Regions from separate parts of the Mus musculus genome. Here region 2 is linked to region 1. Evidence: chromatin contacts called from public HiChIP or PLAC-seq data. All regions are on one chromosome and are shown on one strand. The core of a region is the stretch at or near the end of the contact, and the rest is flanking DNA. Distances in the headings are between cores, read along the strand shown. Region 1 overlaps Inpp4b (inositol polyphosphate-4-phosphatase, type II). Region 2 overlaps Inpp4b (inositol polyphosphate-4-phosphatase, type II).

Region 1 (4,451 bases), core at 1,004-3,503:
CCATCCCATAATCAGCTTCCAAACGCTGACACCATTGCATACACTAGCAAGATTTTGCTGAAAGGACCCAGATATAGCTGTCTCTTGTGAGACTATGCCGGGGCCTAGCAAACACAGAAGTGGATGATTACAATCAGCTATTGGATGGGTCACACGGCCCCCAATGGAGGAGCTAGAGAAAGTACCCAAGGAGCTAAAGAGAACTGCAACCCTATAGGTGGAACAATATGAACTAACCAGTACCCCCTGGAGCTCGTGTCTTTAGCTGCATATGTATCAAAAGATGGCCTATTCGGCCATCACTGGAAAGAGAGGCCCATTGGACTTGAAAACTTTAGATGCCCTAGTACAGGGGAACGCCAGGGCCAAAAAGGGGGAGTGGATGGGTTGGGGATTGTGGGGGTAGGTATGGGGGACTTTTGGGATAGCATTGGAAATGTAAACAAGGAAAATACCTAATTTAAAAAATGAAACATTAGAAAAAAGAAAAGAAAAAAAGAACACAGGCAGAACATTTTAATCCATGCCCATAATCATGGCTTCTGTTTTGTTTGGTGGCTTTCAGCATCCTACACAATTTCTTGTGGGTTAAAAGGCAGCCAGTGTCCTGCCCAGGTCTTGAGCTGCTGGACAAGGCAGAACACGGAAGTTGTGACTGCACCCCACCCCCACATGCAGATGCAGGACGAGGGTCAGGCTGTGAGATGCTGTAGGATCCCGCTCCAGGGGTGGGGAGGCACAGTCTAATGTCCCCGTGGACTTGGCAAAGTTGACTCGGAGTCCTGGCCAGCATGAAGGCTGAGCATGGCAGGTCCTCAGACTCTTGGGCACCACAGATGTCGCTGGATGCAGCAGAAGTGCTGAGAACAGAGTGGTGGCCCGCAGGTTGGATATAGCCAAGGTGAAGGGAAAAGGGCAGGAGGAGGGCTCTGGCTGGGTCCTGTGGGGAGGAGAGAGTCCTTGGCTTGGCTCAGCAGTGATGGTGACCATCGCTGGGAATGCAGAGAGGCCTCCTGAGGGAGATTAGACATTGCTCTTTAGAGAAAAACCTGCTCCATTGTTTCCCACAGTGGATCCAAATAAGAGACAGTCCATGGTTTTAAAGCACTTATTGTCATGGTAGATAATTCTGATAAGTGGAACTGTACCCCATTTTTCTCAGGGCAAGCCTGAGGTAAAATATTTTTTGCAGGGAGGAGTGTCGGGGAAGGGGAGCTTAATTGACTAAGCCCTTCAGACCTTTAGGTGCCTCATTAAAATGGGGTCTGTCTTGAGGCTACATGATCTGTGGTCACATCCTCTACCTGTGGAGGGCTTGAGGCATTCCCTTACATGACTGATGTCCACAGACCCATGAAGTGGAGAGCTGTGGCCTCCTGTCTGGAACCTGTGTCTAGGAGTGTGACAAAACACCTACTGTCCCTTGCAGGCTACGGTCACCTTCTGGGGCACTGGGGTTTTAAACCTAGCTCAACCAGAAACCAGGCTGCCTCTCACAGTCCCACAATTTTTCTCTAACATCGAATATAAATGTGAAATAAGGTAATGAGGGTGAAGTATGAATTTCTTTCCCCCTATATTAAGCCTACTCACCAATTTAACAGCAGACAAATAAACAATGTGGATCAACTAAGAAATTAGAAAACTGTATCAATTTCATTCAGTCCCATTATAGCTTGTGGTAAAGCCAACAATGATTACAACTATCCACCAACTGTACAGTCCTTGCACAGTAGATTCAGCACTGGACATGTATCAGCTACAACTAGTTTTACCTTGCAAGAGACAAGAGAACACTTTGGATGACATTGTCTGTAGGCATATATTTTCACAGCCTACTTCAATAAGGGTTCAACCTCCATTCTAGCCCACCATTTACCAGAAGTAGTGGGAAAAAAAGATTATTAGAATACATGGGAAGTGGACATGTTTAGAAATAGTCCTTTGGGGTGATTGCAATCTTCGTTGTTCTCAGTCCAGTCCACTAACAAACACCAAACACAAATCAGCAGGAGTCATTCAATCCAGAAGAAACTGTGAGACTTGTCAACTGGCCCAAGTCCACAGAATTGACAAAAAGGAGCAGTACCTTCACGAGGAGAAGTTCTACTGTGAGTTTCTCTCCACAGTCACCACAAGCTAAGCTCATCAATGCCATGTAAGGCAAACCAATTTATGTGCATCATTAGTGAAGTCTAGTGATGCAGAGCAAGGCAAGCCAACACTCCAGCTCCCACTGTCTGAGGGGCCACATTTACATTCTTTCTAAACATCACGTGTACTTTCTCATTTCTGCTATAGCAAAACATCCTTTCACCTGTGCCTGCTTCATTAAAATATTCTTTCACACGTTTGCTTTAGCAAAACATCCTTTCACTTATGTGCCCCAGCAAAACATCATTTAACGTAACTGACTTTCCAAAGAAACCAGAAGTTTCCATTTCAATTGTTTGTACTTCTACAATATTGACATATGTATGGGTCATAGCATTGATGTGGTCAAAGAACCATGCGTCACTCCAGTGCTACTCAGTGGAATTTAAAGTGCAACTTACTCCTCATTCCTAAGATCTGTCAAGCATCTCTCAACTTATTTCACACGGATAAATAGGAAGATCATCTCTACTAGGTTATGCAACTGTATGGATTGTATATGATAATGATACTCATAAAATATATAACTAACATACTATGTTTTCCATATCCACAACTCCATTCTAAGCACTATTGCATAGCATAACCCACTTGTATTTAAAAATGAAAAACTTCTATAAATCAGTACTATTATTTCCCTTCTGTCATAGGTAGGAAAGCATCAACATCCCACCTTTTCATATATATATCTGAGAGAGTGAGAGATTCATATATCTATATCATCTCTATCTATCTATCTATCTATCTATCTATCTATCTATCTATCTATCTATCTATCTATGTCTATATCTATATATCCTTCTTTTTATTCCTTTATGTGTTCTCCAGGTGAAATCCTGGAACTAGTGTATGCTGGAAAACAACTCATTGGGCTGTATCCACCTCTATTTTTCCAATTTTTAAATTGGGACACAAAATCTGGCTAAGTGTCCCAGACAAGCTTTGAACTCTCTTTATAGGTCAGGACTTAAACTTGTGATCTTCCTGCTTCTGCCTTCCAAGTGGCCAGAATTACAGGTCTAACAACATTATGTAATTAACAAAGGTCATATGTTAATTGATTGAAAACTAAGAACTGACGTTCAGTATACCCACCCCAGAGTCTATTACCTTAACACCAGCATTACCTTAATTAAGCAATTCAGCACAGTGTAGATCTCCATTTGTAGCTGTGGCTGTAACTGCAGTATTAATATTTTGTATGGACTTCCAATAAGCTGCATATTGTCCAGGGCTATAAATGTTAATGAAGTAAATAAAACTATTTTGCCAACACTTCATTTTTGTCACATTTTTCTTTTAACAACGCAATAAAGACATAAAGTGTTAATGTCCTTCCCATTCATCAAAAAATGAAACTTCCACTGTAAAAACATCCCATCTCTTACTCTCTCTTTCTCTCAATCCAGAGCTCTAGATGGAGATGTCCACCTACATTCTGACATTTTAAGATTTATATCATCCTGAACATACTGGATATAGCAAAAACTAACTGAATGCATAAAAGAAATGGGGCATAAAACAGAATGAAGTGGAAGATTTGAGCTCATTCTAGTGAATGAATTGTCTTTCCTTCAGAAGAGGCATGAGGAAGGGACCCAAGGGAGGAGAAAGAAAAGGAAGGGGGTGTAGTAGGTTGGCCTGATGCTTCTTAGACTCTAATGCTAATACCCAGCCCCCAAGACTAGCCAGAGATGAGAGAGTCCACACTTAAGATGATAAGTGACCCTGCCCTCAAGTTATTTCTGATTGGTGAATAAAATTGCCAACAGTAATAGCTGAGCAGAAGAGACATAGGTGGGCTTGAGGTTGGAAGAGAACCACAAGGAAAGAAGAAGGAGGGAGAAGCTGCCATGGGTAAGGAGTCAAGAAAACACAGCCCTAAGTGTTGGCTAATTGGAGTTAAGAGCAGACCTAAAGCTGTACTACAGAGCAATTGTGATAAAAACGGCATGGTACTGGTATAGCAACACACAAGTAGACCAATGGAATAGAACTGAAGACCCAGAGATGAACCCACACACCTATGGTCCCTTGATCTTTGACAAGGGAGCAAAAACCATCCAGTGGAAAAAAGACAGCATTTTCAACAAATGGTGCTGGCACAACTGGCAGTTATCATGTAGAAGAATGCGAATTGATCCATTCCTATCTCCTTGTACTGAGGTCAAATCTACGTGGATTAAGGAACTCCACATAGAACAAGAGACACTGAAACTTATAGAGGAGAAAGTAGGGAAAAGCCTCTAAGATATGGGTACAGGGGAAAAAAATCCCTGAATAGAACAGCAATGGCT
Region 2 (4,451 bases), core at 518-3,017, 260 kb before region 1:
CTCTCTGTCTTTCTCAGGAAGTCATGAGCACATAGTCACAACAGGAAAAGGATCTCCAACTCACTGCCTGTCCTTATTATTCTGGCTTGGGCATTTAATTTACAGAGACACCATTTTTGTGGCCTAGAAGTTTATGAACTAGGAATCCATAATGCCTTTATATTCCCTTGCAGGAGAATCTACCTGCAGATGCCCTAATTATTAAATCCACACTAACACTCTAACACTGATCATTATCTGGTTCCATTTCACTTCCCATCCTTTTGACTCCTGCCTTCTGTTACACTCTGCAATTTGAGGTGATTTGTGAGAATAAGATAGCATATAGATAGAAACATATGCTAAGTATTTTCTAATACAAAATGCCATGAAATAATAGAAACTGAACTGAGAGCATGAAACATAGCATTCTAATCATGTGAGAAAGATTTTTTTTTTAAAAAAATGCCCTCATAAACCAAATTAGATGCCAAATAAACAGGAAGTGAAAATTTTTATCTGGGTGAATAATGATAATCAACAATGGTAGATCAAAGCCAGGGAGAGAAAAGAATGAGGATTTGCATTTATAAAACGTTAAAAGGCAGATTTTGGATCTGTTAAAGAAAAATGTGCTTTCCTAAATATGATTTCTGTTCTCACAACTCAGCAAATTTAAAAAAATTGGAGAAATACCTAGTAAAGCAAGTCACTGCTATCTAAATCACTATTTGCTGAAATCAGAGCCCACGTTTCAAGTCATAAACTGGTACACTGGGTAGCTTAAATGCGGGATTAGGACAGTCCAAGAGGAGAACAACTTCCCTCAATCAGAATCGTCTGAATCTGACTCAGGGAACGTGCACCTGGAGCCATTTATTCTCCCATTGACCAGGTTCAATTTCACAGCTCATCTGGATTTCATTAGATGCCAGGCTTGCTTGGAAATCTGCAATTGCTTTAATTTTCTATTTCACTTTGTGAACATGAAGCCCAGTCCTCCCTTGTAGAAATATTAAAACAACCTGTCTTTAAAGTAATGTGTAGTCTGAAAGTGCCTTGCTAACCAATTAATCTTTAATATGATAAAAATAGGTTGACTAATGACATTTCCCTTCATCTGATTCCATCATAAATGCCACTCTATTACAAACTTCTATGGTAAATAATGGTTTTCTTTGGAAAAAGGGAACAAGTTAAGTGGGAGCTATATAAAAGTGTATGTTACTTAACTTTCAAATTTAATTAATATTCACAAGTACATATTGAATATCTACCTTGTTCCTGTCTTCTGGAATGGGAATTCTTCAACTTTCTGCTGTGTAAATATGAGAGTTGTAAAAAAATGAGAACACACGTGATTTCAGTTTTCAGAAGAAAATACTACATATATTCAAAACACTTGATTAACCTTATTTGGCCAGTGCTCTGAGAAAAACCCTGGTCCTTAGTTTTCCTCTATGAGAGGTACTATCACCTGTCAGCATGTAGCCTTCTGAGAAGTCTCAGGTCTCCTTTGTACAGGGTTGTTTTGATGCTTTCTTTGATCTGGTATCTGCTTGGGAACACTGAAGATCCTGTTCCCCAATTGGTTCTTGATCCATCATTAAAAATGCTAGCAGCCAAGGAGCTGGGCAGCATAGGTCGGACTTCCAGTTTTCCCACTGGCAGGCTAGCAGATGCAAAGGAAGGAGAAAGAGCCACTAGCCACGTGAGATCTCAAGTGGAATGGCCCTCTGCTGCTTCTGTGACTGGGCCTGGGGTAGCAGGCAGGAAATTAGAGAGCAATGAGCTGAGGGCAGATTTAGGGTACTGAGCTAGGACTAAAAGTAACTTAGCAACCAAAGTTGAGGGCAGATTTGGAGGTGTTGAGCTGAGAATGTAAAGAAGAGCACAATAGCCAAGGAAGGCTTAGCAAACCCGGCCATTGAGCTAAAGCACATCAAAAATAAGCTAATGTGTGTGTCTTTCGTCTGCAGATACAAGGGAAACCAGGCAGGGCTGAAAGCTGTCTGACACACACAATAAAGATTGGAGAAAGTAAATTAAATACTTACTTGCACATCTTCCGGGGTAGGGAAGTGTCCAATAAAATTAACCTTTTTATTTTTATATGCACTAAGATAGATGCTGCTATTGTCACTCAATTGTCAATTTGAGAAACTTAAGACGAAAGTTAGTAAATTTCAATAAAATTTATTTAAATGATCCATTAATAGAACTATCCAAATAAATACATTCTGAATGAAGCACTACAACAATTTTCTGGTATCATGAACATAGACAACTGCAATGGAAATACAAAGCACTATGACACTGGGGAAGATTGAAACTGATGAATACTTTCACCTTGATTTAGCTATACTTAAACAAGGGTGGTTAATAAAAATGGGAGTATCTCCCAGAAAACACAGAGAAGCAGGGTTCCAAGTCCTAGTTTGAGGTTCACTATCCTCTTTATATGTCACAATAATTTATCAGTACCTTTAGCGAAATGAAAGAGGAGACGACTGTGAGGTGTTATATTTTTTTTAAATCTCTTGTGTTCTAAGAGACTGACACTTTTTTCTAGACCTCACAGCCAGAGTTAATACTACACTATGAGTTCACTTACGATTTAAGACTGCTATCCCATTGGGTTCTCAGTTGTTTGTTTAACCTGCCATTAAGAGACCCTGGGAACCACCAGCCTTACCTGCCTGGATTCCTCTGTGTAATCAGCTCTACCACCTAAGCTAATGACTAATTTTAATTTTAAATTGTGTATTCATCTATGTCCCTGACCCAGAGAGCAATGCATATGGATATGTGTGAGTGTTATGGTAATAGTTTGCTGAAAACAGCAGACAGAGTGAAATTGACCTTATCCAACAAATATCTACCATAAATATTGGGGAAAGCATATGGAAGATGCTTGATAACACAATGTTTGCAGTAGTGAGTTCTTTGGGGTCAGTTGAAGTAAATAACTTAATCCCTTGTTTAAAAAGCAACTGTTAAAGATTTCTGTAAAGCATCATTCCTCTCCCATGTGGTAGTCTCTCTGCCGTCCAATAACCGGAGAACAAAGTTTTTGTTAAGAGACTCACTCAGAGCAAACACAGACAGGTTACAGAAAGGCCAGCTACAAACTACAGACAGATGGAAAGCATAGGGAGAAATGGAAAATTCGAACTTGGACTCACTCTTGGGCAAATGAACCCAGGAAGAAGTCTGAAATTTCATCCCTTAATTTGACATGGAGGGTACAGAGACCTGTGATTCTGAGAAGGTTAACAGGACATGAGAAACACCATAACTCCAAATGCTGTCCTTTAATTATGAAGCAACAGGCACAATTATGTGACTGTAAAAGACCATGGAAAGCAAAGATACTCTTAGGTCCATCTTGGGAATAATAGTCTTCCATCCTGAAGTCTTAGCTTATGATACAGCAGAGGGTTGAGACCCACCCTACCCCTGTTTCCCGAGGGGATACCAGAAAGTCTGTACATTCATCAATCATAAGTCAATTATTTTCTATTAATTGTTTTGACTGAAGGTGAAAATAACGTGGCAATATTCACCTACTTAAAGAACTCAAGGCATTAGCATACAGATGTGCCAAGATAAGGTTTGATCAAAAAAAAGGTATTTCTGAAATATTTTCCTTTACAGGATAAATCAGATTAGTAATCAATTAGGAGTTAAAATCAGGTTTGCATCCATCACCAGCAGAGAATGATGGAGGAGAAGCATGGAATCAGTAGATGGAAGGCCTTTTGAATATCTATCTCTTTCTTACTTTCCTTTGCAATACTGGGGTTAACCCAGAATGTTAGGCATAAGAGACACATTTTTTTTTCCCCAATGAGCCAGGGCCCTGTTCAAATAATTCACAAGTGTCAATCTAGAATATAAGAACTAACTTCATCTTTCTAAACAGGAGTTTGATGATGGGCTAATTCAAGCAGTAATACTTCCTGCCTGCAGACCAGAAGTGGCCTGACTCAGGACAGCTATGCCTAAAATATCTCTAGTAAGGAATCCACAAAAGAGCAGTTCCCTGTAAGGCCACAGCAGGTCACCAGAGTAAAGCCATATTGTCCCCTGAGCCCCCAGAGTTCTCTTCACTGCCTCCTCCCAGGCAAAGCTACTCTGTTGGTGCTCAAAGGGGCTAAAAAACATTCACAGCCTGGGGATGCTGCAAACTGAAGGGTTGCTGAAGAAGCTGGTATTTAGCTCTCAGCCTTGCCAGCATCAGGAGTGGAGCAGCTGTGAGTTTTCCAGGGTTTTTTATTTTATTTTTTCAATTTTTTTTTACAACTTCTTCCCTTCAGCAAGAAAGATTTGTTGTTTCCCTGCCAGACTCCTGCTACATTTGTCTGTTTATTAGCTTAGCTGCATACTCTGTCTAGTAGCCAAGATCGTCATGGCGATAGCCACTTGTTTACAATCTGTGTTTAAATAAATTAACTCCCAGTCAATTATCA

Evidence for each region. HiChIP or PLAC-seq counts read pairs in DNA pulled down with a chosen protein or histone mark.
Region 2: a contact with region 1 is called in an H3K27ac HiChIP or PLAC-seq map of regulatory T cells, with 6 times the contacts expected there. The contact joins two enhancer-like sites. A contact is called at or near these places in 2 of 484 Hi-C or Micro-C datasets (the HPC-7 cell line and bone marrow-derived macrophages) and 2 of 115 datasets of contacts at active chromatin or transcription factors (CD8 T cells and regulatory T cells).

What each region holds. Positions count from the first base shown.
Region 1 is chr8:81,556,668-81,561,118 of GRCm38.p6, reverse strand. The region is part of intron 2 of Inpp4b (inositol polyphosphate-4-phosphatase, type II); the gene reads right to left. Among named protein-coding and RNA genes, the nearest start is that of Gm51582, 220 kb to the right of the region's middle. Within about 2 kb of position 2,253, at least 18 of the 459 cell types and tissues checked have an H3K27ac peak or open chromatin away from gene starts, as enhancers often do. A contact at or near this core is called in regulatory T cells, where this site is marked.
Region 2 is chr8:81,812,202-81,816,652 of GRCm38.p6, reverse strand. The region is part of intron 7 of Inpp4b (inositol polyphosphate-4-phosphatase, type II); the gene reads right to left. Among named protein-coding and RNA genes, the nearest start is that of Gm25267, 340 kb to the left of the region's middle. Within about 2 kb of position 1,767, at least 8 of the 459 cell types and tissues checked have an H3K27ac peak or open chromatin away from gene starts, as enhancers often do. A contact at or near this core is called in regulatory T cells, where this site is marked.